Linked DNA regions of Gossypium arboreum: region 2 is linked to region 1. Evidence: chromatin contacts called from public Hi-C data. All regions are on one chromosome and are shown on one strand. Each heading gives the region's core, a stretch centred on a gene start, on an enhancer-like site or on the middle of the called end of the contact. The rest is flanking DNA. Distances are from core to core; before and after follow the strand shown.

Region 1 (3,282 bases), core at 247-2,746:
GTTAAGTTTAGTTTAAAGTGAAATTTGTGTGAAAATATAGAACTAATTGTAAAGAAATAAAGTTAGTCTTGGTTTAGGGACTAAATTGAAAATTAGACAAATATTAAGTCAAAATTGAAATACTCAATATGAAATTTAATTGTGTTATATTGATGAATTTTAATTGTTTTAATTCTGTGGCTAACGTCGTACTGGAATCATCAACTAAAAAGTAGAAAGATAAAGTCGACATCGAATAGCTCAGAATTCCTAATTTGTATTTCTATAATCCGAACCTAGTTGTTAATTGTTATTGTTATATTTTAAATTAATGTATATGGTAAGTGGTTAAGGAGAGTATGTGGACTTTGATTATTGAATTGATTTAAAGTTGATTGAATTGGATTGAATTGATATATATATATATATATATATGTGCAAATATGATATTGGATATTTTTTGAATTTGGAAAGTGAATTGGAACCATATTAACTGTATCGGGCTGAGTCGGGTATAAATGGCATGCCATAGGATTGGAAGAGTTTAGGGATTTCTTCGACTTCGAGTCGATGAGGCACTGGGTGCCAATTTACTTCGGTTTAACCAGTGAGACACTAGGTGTCAAATTTATATAGCGTTGGGCGCAGTTATTACTTCAGATTTATCCGATGAGGCACTGGGTGCCAAACTGGTGTGTTGGTTGGATCTGTGTATCCGTTTGAGTCCGAGTCGTGTTAATAGGGGTAATTAAATAAAACGGTACTATGATTGATATTGGATGATATTGTATGTGAATTGAAATTGGAATAATGTTTTGAAACATGAAAATGAGACACATGAATTATGTATTAATGAATTGGATATTGTTTTTTTTAAATGATATGTGGATCAAATTGTGAAAAGTTATTATATAGCAAGTGATGAGAGTATGGTATAAAATGATGTATTTATAATTTGAGTATTGAATGGTTAATGTTATTATATAAATAAATGTGGATTTTAAATATTCAATTGTGCCTATTATATTATTTTATCTTTAAATATTCGGATTATAGAAATACCATTGAGTTTTTACTCAGTGGCGTTTTGTTTTCCGTGCGTAGATTAGGTACTTAACTTTTGATTGCCGATTTAGTATCCAACAACGATCCCGAACTCAAATGTGGTGATGTTTATACTTTGTGTTGGCATGTACCTAAGGTGTCTAATTAATAGTTATTTTCTAGTTGATTGTAAATGAGGTTATATGTTTAATAATGATTTGGTATATACATCTTAATATGTGTTTGTGTTTGAAGTTATATCATGGCATGTTAAATTGATGTCTAAGAGTTCATAAACTAGGCAAAATGAATTAGATTAGGTATGTTTATAATTTGGACTTGAATAATGCTTTGATGATATGTTTTGATGATACGAAATGTTTGAAATTTATGTCTGTTTGATCGGTAAACTCTGGTAATACTTCGTAACCCGGTTCCGGTGAGAGATATGGGTTGGCAGTGTTACAGTTCACATGACGGATATTGAGAATGGGTACTTCCTGGTCAAATTTCAAAACAAGCTGGATTGCGAGAGGGCTCTTTCTGATGGTCCTTGGACCATATTTGGTCAATATTTGATTGTACAACCTTGGTCGATGGCTTTTGACCCTTCACAGGCTTATCCAATTGTGTTGATGGCATGGGTCAGATTTCTTGGCTTACTTGGATATTTGTATAAACATAAAATTCTTGCAGACATAGGGGAAACAGTTGGAAAGGTGGTCAAGTTAGATATGAATATCGTCAGTAGGGCGAGGGGACGCTTTACGAGAATGGCAGTTTATATTAATTTGGAAAAACCTTTGGTTTCTAAAATTTTAATTAATGGACGATCACAAAAGGTGGAGTATGAATCTTTACCTACAATTTGCTTTCATTGTAGGAGGTATGGTCATGTGAAAAGGATTTGTACGTTTAAGAACGCTGGTCCACTGTTGAAAAGGAAACTAATTCGTATGAAATGTCACCGGAAAAGCAAAGTATGCTCGTGGATGGATTGGTGAAGAAGGACAAGAATTACGGGCTGTGGATGATTGTTGAAAGAAAACCAAGGCGAAAATTTAGGGATAATGTGCAGAAATTTAAGGATAATGAAAGGGGGAAGGAAGGGTCTCGATTTAGAGCCCGAATAATAGGGATTTGAATCAAGAATGCAGTAATTGGGATTTGGATGGTTCTCGACGAGCTATAGGGAAGGAAATCAGTTTAGGAAGGAATTTGGTTCTTACTTTAACGGTCAAATGGAATTGAATAAAAAAATAAAGGAAAGCTTAAGGAAGTGAGCTATAAAACTAGCCTAAGCCCGATCATAAAAGAGAATTTGAATATTGGGCTAAAGTGTTGGGTCCGGTTAGGGGATTAATAAAAAACATGCAGTTGTTTAACCTTCTAAAGAGGTGCTTAACGGTGTCGGCCTAGGGGACACTTTGACTTTTCAAGCCCGAGGTATGTTAGATCCCAAGTGCAGGGGCCAGTGGTCCAGCAAAGTTTTGCTGTTCCTGGCAGTAGTAGTCAAACCCCAGCGACGACGACAATGCAGAATGGTTCCGACGTCGAGATGACTCTTCAAATCGAAAGCGGATCTTCAACTTGTTTCTCAGTTCTGACCTCTGACGAGCGTGAAAGGGAAGAAGTGGCGGTGGAAGTGGGAATTCTTGACTCCGGTAAACACTCAGCAGTGGTCTTTACTGAAAATAAAAATGATAATAATAAAAGCATTTTTCCTTCTTCAAAAAATGCTTTGACCCTGAATCAGGGGGTGGTTACAGGTTCGGCAAAAGGGATAAAAAACAGAGGCAGAGTTATTATAAAAAAAACTCAACAAAATTCAACATGACAATAATACCCGATTCAAAAACTCTGGTAATCCACGGTTTCGTTGAAGGATTCCATGGAGCATCTAGCTGAGAGAATTTCGGTCTTATATAAAGCCAAAATTGATTCAGGAAACCTTACCAGAATAGATGAACAGCAGGAGGGAGTCTCCTTGGACAGTAAGGATGGAGCTCCCCTTTTTTTACTCACTTTTAATTTTATTCTCCATATTTGAAGTTTGGTTTATTTTATTTTTCTTTGCTTATTTTAATTTTTTATGGAGCCAAATTTAAAATTTTTTATGTGAAACTGTCAATGGTATGCTAGTAGGAATTAGTTTTTGAGTTTTTTGGAAATACAATATGGAACACCGGCTACACATTGTTTGTTTAGTTGAATCGAGAGTAAGCGATAAAAAATATAATTTTATTATTGAGCAATTGG
Region 2 (3,282 bases), core at 363-2,862, 140 kb after region 1:
AAAGTAATATGCAACCGGCACCACAGTATCTCTGTATACTAATCCTATAACATGCCAACTATACCCGTAACTCTATTTGAGACCATTTAATAGGGCATTCATAATGATAATATCCACATGATCTCTTTATCATTTATTTAGTTACATAGCAAAATCATATCATTTTAATTTCATCATCTTGCAAAAATATATATATACATCATATTGTCATGTAGCATTATTTTTTTTTCAGTAGAAAAGTGTAGCATCATGTAGCATTAATTTCGTTCATCTAGTCATCGTAGTTTTCATCATATAGCATGAATTAATTCTCTTAAACATTCATAGCATTTCAACAATCATCATACCACAAATATATTTAACATTCATGAGACAAGCAACATTTTTACTTTATTCAAATTTACTACCCAATCGTTATCATTTTAGTCCCTCGATGTTCTAGCTTCGTCTCGAGTAATTTGTCTTGGAAGCTCACGGCAATGGTGAAGCAAACCCTTGAAATTTTCTGTTCTTTTCTTTTCCCTTACGCATGTACGACAATGTGAAGAAGATGATGATAAAATTTTTGTTTCTGTTTCCCACTAACATGGTATATATATAAGTCACTAAAATCCTAATTAAGCTTAATTAAGCTTAATTAATCATTTATGAATGGCCATGATTCATGCTCATCTCACTTAGTGGAGATTGATGGCAAAGATGAAACTTAGTCTTTAATCACACTTTCAAAATGGCCATATTACATTTAAGACCTTGATTAAATTGCTACATAAGACCTCTTGCATTTCCTAAATCGATTCTCACTAATGATGACACTTGTGCAATTTAATCCATGTACTATAATTAATGACTTACTTGATTTAAATACTCATTAAATCCATATTATGGATTCATACTTAATGCATAAATTCTTTGATTTATATTCTCACTATTTCAATTTACAAAATTCGATTTCAAAAATTGTATTTTTCATCAACGGCTAAAACTAGATCTTTCATAACTTACTTTGCAAATAAAATGGGTTTTTTGGTAATTTCTTAAATGGGTTGGGATTTGAGTTGAGGCTCGGTTGATGGATAACAACTCAGTAAAGAGTTTATAAATTGTATAGATGCAATGTAATACATAGATTTTGATTTGACGAAAATTATATACATTAACTTTCGATTTTAGTACAATTGTACATATTTAAAAAAGAAATGCATCAATTTGTTTTCATATTAGATAAATATAATCTTTGTTGGATAGTATATGTAAATATAAAATGATGCTACATCAATAACAATATTAGTAATATGTGAAAATTAAATTAAATAAAAAATTTATATGTAGAATTACATAAAATCAAAATTATTGTAATAGCATTAGAGCAAAATTTATGACTAATTTTAATATTTTAAAAGATGACTACCAAGAAAAATAAAATAACGAATTAAATTTGAAGAAAAATTTAAATTGTTGACAAACAGTAACTGAAGACAGATTACACCCAAAAAATAAACAAAGAACACATTTACAAATCATGGCAAAATCAATTTTTACAGTCAATTCACGAGTATTGACAATTCTAGGCTTGGGCTTTCACGTTAGAATAAATTTTATGGAGCATTGGCGGGCTTAGTGGTCCATGGGGCTTGGAACCAGGGCCCTATTTCGGTCCGCACCATCTCAGACTCGGTCTTTTTTCTTCGTTAACTCACTGTTGCTCCCTAAATACTCGCTGATCAGTAGAGCTCCGCTTTTTGCAAAGACAAAAATGGAAGACAAAACTTCTCAGTTCAAGGTACGCCAAAACTAGTCACTTACTTGACAGCATCTTTGTTTCTATTTGCTTGTCTTCAAAACAGATTTATATCAACAATTTAAAAATAAAAATAAAAGGAAAACCCCCGAATATTAGCTTTCCAAAAACTCTGTTGAAAGTTTAACTGATTGATAGTTGTTTCACTGCAGATAATATTGGGGTCATCTTCCTTACCTCGTCGTAAAATATTAGCTGAAATGGGATATGAATTCACACTCATGGTAATTTTCATTTCTTCTGGAAATTTTAATATATTAGGGAAAAAAAGTTTAATTTTTTGTTATTTTTGCAGAGTGCAGACATTGACGAGAAAGGTATCAGAAAGGAGAAGCCAGAGGAGTTGGTCATGGCCCTTGCTGAAGCAAAGGTTTTCCTCTTCTTTTACTTAATCTTGCTGTGTTCATTTGGAATGATTGTTTTGATTGACTGAAAAATTTTAGAGCCTAGAATCGATGTATTTATTGGCTTGCTTTGAGCCGTGTTTCATCTTTTCTTCTTCTTTATTGTGCTTCTGGGTGTTTTATTGTAAATTGGAGGGAAATTTTCGAGTTTCTTTTATCAATTCCACTGTAATAAAACTGCAAAGTGCTATTTAGGGCTCCAGTATCATGTTGTTATTGCAACTTAAGTCTAATAGGATGCTTAGTTTGAATCATATTTCTCTTGGTGAAATTCTGGTTTTGATCCGTGTTAGATGTATTACAAAATAATTAGGGGACTGAGACCGATCAAGTTTGCGACAGCATACTCTTTCAAACTGTAGCCTTTGTACATTCCCTTTCAGATCATTAAATTTACATGCATAATCTTTCTTATTCATTGTTGCCACTGCTTCTGTTGCCTGCTGCATGGTATTGTGTTCGTATATTCTGTTGCTTCGGCTTAGCTGAATGAATTTTTTCAGGCAGACGCAATCTTACATAGGCTCCCTGTCGGTGATTATGTAAAGGAAGCTGAGCCAACATTACTAATTTCTTCTGATCAAGTAAATATCTATTCTTGGACATGCTTTAGAGTTTCTGAAATGTTTAATTATGTTGTAGTCTTTGTTGCATGTGTCAAAATTTTGAATAATGCTTCTTTAATTGCGAAAATCTATTTTATTTCTGTTATAAATGTTATTTGGCTCTTTGGAGGAAATTTCATTTTTAAACCATATATAGGTAAATAAATTTCTATCTTAAACCTTTTTAACAGGTTCTTATAATGTAATGCTTCCTTAAATAGATGTTACAATGGATTTGTTCCTTTTCATGATTAATGTGAAGTCTTTTGACTGTAAATTTTCAATACTTATAAGAGGCTAATGTCTCACAAATAGTCAGATTTACTATTTCCTCATGCTAGAAGTGCTGTAAGATATCCACCACTATCTTGTAGGCTTATCTTGCAAATGTTTGTTTTTTTGCCTAAATGCATTTGTACGATGTATCATCTCATAGATGGAAATTGGTGATAATCCATGCTTGTAAGCGTAG

Evidence for each region. Hi-C and Micro-C count contacts between places; a contact is called where the count stands out from the background.
Region 2: a contact with region 1 is called in a Hi-C map of leaf, with 2.1 times the contacts expected there. The contact joins the promoter of LOC108454839 here to the promoter of LOC108455408 in region 1. A contact is called at or near these places in 2 of 5 Hi-C or Micro-C datasets (both in leaf).

The regions. Positions count from the first base shown.
Region 1 is chr3:91,823,040-91,826,321 of ASM2569848v2, forward strand. LOC108455408 reads left to right here and starts at 1,497. Exons shown (of 4, transcript XM_017753965.1): 1 at 1,497-1,750; 2 at 1,907-2,003; 3 at 2,492-2,704. The coding sequence starts at 1,497.
Region 2 is chr3:91,967,430-91,970,711 of ASM2569848v2, forward strand. It overlaps LOC108454839, which reads left to right and starts at 1,613. Exons shown (of 9, transcript XM_017753436.2): 1 at 1,613-1,783; 2 at 1,954-2,025; 3 at 2,097-2,171; 4 at 2,709-2,789. The coding sequence starts at 1,628.